Regions from separate parts of the Ovis aries genome. Here region 2 is linked to region 1. A link is a contact called in public Hi-C data. All regions are on one chromosome and are shown on one strand. The core of a region is the stretch at or near the end of the contact, and the rest is flanking DNA. Distances in the headings are between cores, read along the strand shown.

The links. Hi-C and Micro-C count contacts between places; a contact is called where the count stands out from the background.
Region 2: a Hi-C map of tail adipose tissue shows a contact between it and region 1, with 3 times the contacts expected there. The contact joins the promoter of SPCS3 here to the promoter of WDR17 in region 1. A contact is called at or near these places in 2 of 16 Hi-C or Micro-C datasets (both in tail adipose tissue).

What each region holds. Positions count from the first base shown.
Region 1 is chr26:6,840,942-6,844,965 of ARS-UI_Ramb_v3.0, reverse strand. WDR17 (WD repeat domain 17) reads right to left here and starts at 1,611. Exons shown (of 29, transcript XM_060406956.1): 1 at 1,480-1,611.
Region 2 is chr26:6,979,426-6,983,321 of ARS-UI_Ramb_v3.0, reverse strand. It overlaps SPCS3 (signal peptidase complex subunit 3), which reads right to left and starts at 1,972. Exons shown (of 5, transcript XM_015104550.4): 1 at 1,690-1,972; 2 at 267-340. The coding sequence starts at 1,832.

The DNA.
Region 1 (4,024 bases), core at 362-2,861:
CCTCTCGATCTCCTCATAGGATTTCCATGGATTAAAATATTCTCAGTAAGATCTCTGTTCCTGAAGAAACACTAGAAACAACATACATGACTTCACCTTAATATGTCAATCTGCTAAATGGAATAGATATACAAAATATAAGCAGAGATAATTCAGGAACTGCATAGCGTAGCAGCCATGTTTGTATACACACCATTGCCATGAATGGCTGGGTAAACATTCAGCAATCTGGTAAACTGTTACCTTTTTTGTTTATTAGGTCTGACTTCAAATAAATTCTGGAATACCGGAAAAAAAATGTGAATCTTTCGAAACTGAATTTCATTTTAGTCTTCACTATAGCATTTAGGCAAGTAAAATCAGGTAGTCTTGAGAATTTGCGCATATTTTACTAATAGTGACAATCTCATCACTCGTGTTGGACTTCTAGTATCTATTTGGGCAAAAGACACAAACAAAAATGAATAAATAAAACTGTTCCTACTCTTTTCTGAGTAATATAAAAACTGCTGTGGCTCATCCTTACAGGCTAAGGGTTTCAAGGTAGAGCACAGAAAACAACAAACACACTTTAGCCCTAGTAGTCCATCTACTGAGAGCAGAGGAATTTAAAAATATTATTTTCTAAATTAAATTAATCTGTGTCTTTCTGATATATAAAATTATTATGTGACTAGTAGATAACAAAAGTTTTAAGTACAGTAATAATTATTTTAAAAGAACGATGAGTTTTTCTGCAGGGTACTTCTGCAAGAATTATACACTGACAGACTTAGAAATGTAATCTCTCTCTTTAAACCACTGTTGGAGACTTTTAAATAAATATGTATCTATACAGATGTGCATATATGGAAGTTACAATCCATGTGTGATTTATTTTTGATACATGACCCAAGTTATCACTAAACTTCATTCAAATCAATTGATTTTAATTAACATAGTAAAGAAAGTTTATATATGTATAAACTATATTTTTAATACAGTAAAAGAACTTCAGAAATTAATTTCTAAAAAACAGGAGATTATATCTTATGATCTACTTAAGACACTCTATGCCTCTGACATTCAATGCTATTTTTCTAGAACACATTTCCTTCCAACTCAAAGACTTCTTGGTACAACCTGTATATGAAGACAGGCGCTTACACAAGTGCCCGCGGACACAGCAATAAGAGTTCCAATCTGGAGCTAGACGCACACAGATTGAACCAGCTTAAAACATGAAATCGAGACAACGAGCCTCGGCAGGGTGGTAGGTGACACTCCAGGGCTGTTCAGGGGATTCACGGCTGGTCGCCGCGGCACCGCTTGGTAACCAGGTGTGCGGCGCCGACTCCCGGGACATCAACGCGCGCGAAGCCCCGCAGGGCGCGCGCACGGCCCCGCGACCCTCCCACGACGCCACGCGCGGTCCGACGGCCATTCCCCTGCAGCCCGCGCCCTCCCGGGCCCCTCGCCCGGCGGCCCGCCGCTGCTTACCTGGCGGAGGCGGCGACCACGGAGGGGACAGACGGTGCAAGGTGCCGAAGCCCACCCGGCGGCTGAGCGAACGCGGCACCCGGACCCGCCCCGCCGCGCCCTCCTCTCGTGAGCGGCGGGCTCCGAGGGCCCGGGAGGCGGGCGCCGCGGGCCGGGCCCCACGTGACCCGCACGCCGACCGCTGATTGGAGGGCCGGGGGCTGTTGCGCCCGGAGACCAGGCTCCCGGAGGTGGTTACCTGGCAACCCAGAGTCTGCTCTGAAGACTGGATTCCCGGAGTTTGGTGAGGCTGAAAGTGGGGGAAGAAGCAGTGAGCCACCGGCGTTCTCACCATCCAACACACATAGCTGCTGCTGCTGCTAAGTCGCTTCAGTCGCGTCCGACTCTGTGCGACCGCATGGACGGCAGCCCACCAGGCTCCCATGTCCCTGGGATTCTCCAGGCAAGAACACTGGAGTGGGTTGCCATTTTCTTCTCCAAGGCATGAAAGTGAAAAGTGAAAATGAAGTCCCTCAGTCGTGTCCGACTCTTTGCGACCCCATGGACTGCAGCCCACCAGGCTCCTCCATCCATGGGATTTTCCAGTCAAGAGTACTGGAGTGGGTTGCCATTGCCTTCTCCTAACACACATAGAGTCTTCACATAATACATATGGATCCTTCACCTTCTAGGAAAATGAGTCAAGTATGCCGTAAGTCACCTCAGCTCCTTGAGGAGTGTGGGCTTCCTTGAGCTGAGCCTCCTTCAGATAAGTTGAACCCATCACCTGGAATGTGAATACAGAATACTGTCTCTTGGGCACTTCGTTACCGTCTGATTGGGCTCAAGAAGCTCTGTGCAGTACCCCTACGAAAGCTATTTGTTACTGTTAGTGGGTTTGTGTGTAATTAATTTAGCTCCCCTCAAAGTGTGCAAACTAACATTTTCCTGGTGGAATCTGGTTGAATGGAGCTCCCCTCAAAGTGTGCAAACTGACATTTTCCTGGTGGAACCTGGTTGAATGGAAATGGTACTGTCATTCACATTTTCTTCTTCATGTCTCTGAAATCTCTTCATTGCCAGTAGCCTTCATCAAACACACAGGAGAAAATAAGCCTTCAGATACTCGGAATGAAGTGTGTTTAATAACACTTATTGAGCTTTCACTATATGTCAGACTCTGAATAGTTAATAAATTAATGGTTTACTCCAACCAACCAACTAACCAGGGACATTCATTCCCTAGACTTAATCCTGATCCTCTTATGCCATAAACTTTTTTCTTCCAAAGTATTCTGCATAGTCTATTACCTACCACGGCCCTGAACATTCTATTTTGCAAATTAAAATTGGCTTAAAAGTTACCTCTCCACATAGACATGCTTTTTAAAAGCTAGAATCAGTTCTTACAGGTCTGTTCCCTTCATTCTAACAAATAGCAGATCTTCAATAAATATTGGCTCGATGGATGGATAAATAAATAAATAAGCACATACTCTACCAGAGAAAATAGAGGACAATGCCTAAGTACATTTGATATGTTAAGTCCTAAAATAGGGTTATGTAAAAGTTCTGTGAGATAATTACAGATGAGGGAAGGAGAAAGTTTTTTTCATTGTTTTCAGAGAAACTCTCAATAAGTAATATTTTGGACTGGAATTTAAGAACCAAATAGAGAACAGCATGGCTAAAAACAAAAGGGGTAAATGTGTGATTGATTTAACTAATTTTGGCTTGTTTGCATTCTCTGGAGAAGGTGAAGGTAGACATGTAAAGATACAAGGGGAGAGAGAAATTGGTAAAAGATTAAACTGAGAAAATTGGAAAACCAAATTGAGAAAACATTGAACAACCTAATTAGGTTAGACTTTAACCTTTAAAACCAAAGCTTTTCCTTTAGAAAAGTTACCTTCGAAATGAGGGTACGTAAGGCCGCAGAGGGAGAAGGCAATGGCAACCCACTCCAATACTCTTGCCTGGAAAATCCCATGGGCGGAGGAGCCTGGGTGAGACAACTGAGCGACTTCTCTGTCACTTTTCACTTTCCTGCATTGGAGAAGAAAATGGCAACCCACTCCAGTGTTCTTGCCTGGAGAATCCCAGGGACGGGGGAGCCTGGTGGGCTGCTGTCTGTGGGGTCGCACAGAGTCGGACACGACTGAAGCGACAGCAGCAGCAGCAGCAAGGGTGCAGAGAAATGAAAAGCATGATGAATTAAGAAAAAGATACTGATGGCCTGAATTAAGACCATGAAAGTAAGAATGCTAAAGAGGGGAGGTGGAAAGAAACGTTTCTGGGAAAACACACTGTCATTTTCACTTACGATGGATATTTGCTTGCCACAGTGTCAACAATAACAAAAGGAAAATTTGTCAAAAATCACGATGTCTAGCTTGGTCCATTGGTTGAATAAAAATATCTTTTACATCTAAATAATTTGTTCATAATTGTTTCAGCTCTCCATTTAAAAATCAGAAACCAAATGAGACATGAGAAATTATCTGATTGTGCACTCACAATTTAAAGATAAAGGTTTTGGGGCCTGAAAAATTCCAGAATTTGTCAA
Region 2 (3,896 bases), core at 723-3,222, 140 kb before region 1:
TTTAAGCTAAATGATCTAACTTTATTTTCTTTCTGAAATCCATACTCAAACTCTTGTAGCTTTAGATTTAACTCATGAATCTATAAACAAGTTTTCTCAAGGTATGAATGAGGGGACATTAGCACGATTATACTGATGAAAACACAAGCACAGAAATTTCCAAGGTTTGATTGATAACAGTGGGTAAACATTTACTGCCCCCCAAGTCACTGAACAATATGTATATCATTATACAAGCAACGAAGTATATTTTTTCAAAAGGATATCAGCAGTTATATCAAATGTAATGAATCCCAAATCACTTCTTTCTCTAGGTCCAGTGAAGTCTTCTACATTTTTTCTAGAAGCAAAAAATAGTTAAGTTTCACCATCCTTCAAACTTAACAGCATACAAAATTCACAAAGTTCCTTACATAAGTGAAAGACGGTCTAGCTGTACCCCACAAACAAGTAAAAATCAGAGAAATTTGTGTATCAACAAACATTCTAATTCACTATTAAAGCAGGTCTTCAGCTATTTCCATTTAACTTAAAAGAATCCCTAACAAAACCCAGAGGGAGATAAAAAGTGCTCAAAGAATGTGAAAGATTTTATGTCAAGTGATCTGGAAGAAGAAATTACAGACGACTATAAGGAAACCAAGACAAAATGAATAATTGCTATTTATTGAGCGATTACTATGTGTCTGTCAGGTCCACTATGTATTTTTGACAATCATCTCAATGCTCACAACATGCCTATGGGTTGGGTGTTACTTCCACTTCAGAAAAAAGCAAATGAACACCAAGGAAGGTAAGAAGCTAGCTCCAGATACACAGGAGCTAACAGTTCAGGATTTACCATGAGCCAGGCTTTTCTAAACTCTTCCAGAGCAGAACAGACTCGGGAGTTTCAGCCAGGGTCTATCTTCATGTAAAAAAAACCCATTTACTAAAAAACGTCAACATAGGCAGGAAAAAAAAAATAGTGGGGGGATAGCTATCAGATGACCAGCTGGTCCGGGTTTCGGACTTAAGAAATAAAACGAAGGGTGAAGACGAGAAAGCACTTGTTGAAAGATGGCATAGAGAAGGATAGGAGAACCAGGGAGGAGAAAAGAAAAAAAAAAAAAAAAAAGCTACGAATCGAAGTAGTAGTCCCGGTAATGGACATTCGCGGAAGGACCATGTCGTTTTAAACTCTACTTGGGGGCATATTTGCAGAGTGTATTCAAGCGGCTTGGCCCTTCAAAAATGTTTAAATTCAAAGCACGCCGTCGCTCAGCGCCGGGGTGTGGCGTCCTCCTCAGGCACCCTCACCCCTCCGGCCCAGTCGGCAGGCACCTTCGGCGGCGGCAGGAACAAGCCGACCCCGGGGAGTGAGGGTTCGGGGGTCGAGCGGCGCGGACCCCGCGCCGGTTGGGGGTGCGGGGAGGGCGCGCCGCGCTGTCGTGGGGCTCCCTCATTGGCCGCGCGCGGGCGCGGAAGTGAGGAACCGGAAGGGAGGGCGGACGCCGACCGGAGCAACGCTCCACAGAAAAACTGAAGAGCGAGCCCGCGAAGGCGCGGCGAAGACGCGGCGCAGGGGGGCGCCGGGGGTCGACCCGCCCGCCCGGGGGCGCCGGCTGCTCGTGAGGGGGCCCCGCAGCCCGGCCGACGCCGCGACGCCCTGCCCGCCCATCCCCGCCCCCCGGCGTCGGCCGCACTCACAGCATGATCCGCGAGACGTGCAGCCGCACCGGGACGCTCCTGTCTTTGAAGGCGGTGGTGATGAAGCAGCCGAACGTGAGCGCCGCCATCACGCTCAGCGAAAAGGCGAACAGCGAGTTCGCCCGCGACAGCACCGTGTTCATCTCGGCCGACGCCCCGAGAACGCACCGCGGCACAGGCACAGCCGGGACCCCGTTCCGGCAGCGGACCGGCTCCCGACGATCCGCGCCGCCTGTGCCGCGCGTTCCGGGGACGCGCGCCACCGCGGCCCCGCCTCCTTTCCGGTCCCGGACGCGATCGAGCGCGCGCGTCCCCGCTGCCCGGACACACCCACCAGCGGGCGGGGCGCGCGCAGAGCCCGAGAGCCTGAGCCGCGCGCGGGGCCTCCCCCTGCCCTTCCGCCAATCAGCGACGAGGAGGGGCGGAGTTTCGCCGAGGAAGGTCCGCCTGCTTGGTGTTACGTCCCCTGGCCCGGCCCGGGTCTGCTTGCCCAGCGTCCTTTCTCCGCCTCTTCGTCAGCTTGTGTGGAACTGTGGCTTCCTGGGTGCTTACGTTCCGTTACTTTGCATTTAAAATCAGCGGCGGGGCAAGATCGTTTGGTGCGTGTCCTGACGGGTCGCGTTTGAAAGCAGCACTTTACAGCGCTCAGTTGTCCCCTTTGTCAAGCCTGATCAAAGTTAGAACATCAGCTTTTGGGGAGGGCGTGGGGCACAAAATGTATCGGATAACTGAAAGGATGACTTCACTGGGCTCTCAGGATCAAAGAAGGTGATCGCTGTGGAATTGCTATGCCACACAAAGGATAGTTTAAATTTTTATAAAGTATATAAATTTATAGTGTAAATTTAGCAAGCCATCAGTACATATTGGCCCTGAGAGACCGTAGGGTTCAGACTGTCAATCCCTGAGCTTAAACTGCCGACACCTTTGTTGTGTTAGCAGCTAGGGTGGGTTTTTGTTTTGGGTTTTTGTTGTGTGTGCGTGTGTAATTTAAAAAATAGGATTCAATGAGCAGTAATCCGCTGAAGTTAACTCCTTAAAAAGTTTTGAGTCCATAAACTAACAGTGCGAACACCTGAGATGCCTGCAGACCAGAAAATGATACTCTGACCCTATTGCTGTTTTACCTGATCTGTTGTTGAGCCCTTGTTTCTTTGTACTACTCAGTAATCACTCAATTTCCATACAGCCATACAGTTAAAATTCTTACTAAATGCCTAGTATGCCAGGTACAGCAGGCTCTAAGAGAACAGGACTAATAAGACAAAGCCCCTGCTAAATTGAAGTAGGGCCAAGTAATGAAAACCAAACAAGCTATAAACTAAAGAGAGATCTTTATCTAAGTTTAAGTGCTGAATTTTTATCTTCCAGGCAGCACAGTAATTAAATGAAGCAATGAATTGTTGAACATCTACTGTGTTGCACGATACAGAGATGTCTGTGTGTATAATATGGATATCAAAGAAGTATCCATTAATTCCTTCTTTATTGAGAAGTTTTTTAGTGTGTGTGTCTTTAGAAGATGTGCTTTAAAGAAGATGTGTTCGTTAACTGCTTTATTCCTGCCTAAGCCAAGAATGTTTGGTAACAGAAGAGAATCTGTTTTTTGTTTTTTTTTTTAAGTTGAACAGTAGCAGGGAAATTCGCTGATACTATTGAAAGGAGACAAAGAGAGACTCCTACCAGAAACTGTATTAGATAACCAAAAATCTGCTTTGAAGAAGAAGGATACTACAACAACCAATGCCAGTCAGCCTAATTCTGAAAATTCCTATGCAGAGAGATGAACTCTCAAAGTAAAGCAAACAGAAAACCCTAAGGCCAATATTCTGAGCTCGCCTCCTGAGAATGGTGCCCATGCATGTCCTCACTGCCTCTGATTCATCTAGGAGTAAATTATTTGAAGACCCATTTATAATTGGAATTATAAAAGAAGCATTTCATTAGACTATCAATCCAGTGTGTAGATCTGAGGCACTATAAATAAATCTCTCAAGCAGCAGCCCTCTCCAGTGAGCTCAAGTAATCAATTATAGCTCCACTGAGAGAGATGCTTTTTAATGTCTGACTTTGCCAAAAAGCAGGCTAACAGCTGATCCATTCCTAAAGACATTAGTGTCAGTTTTCAAACAATCTTTATTCATAAGAAACGTTCTAAGTCAGGCATCCAGAATTCTTTGGTTCTTAATTTTTTTTTTTGATTACTT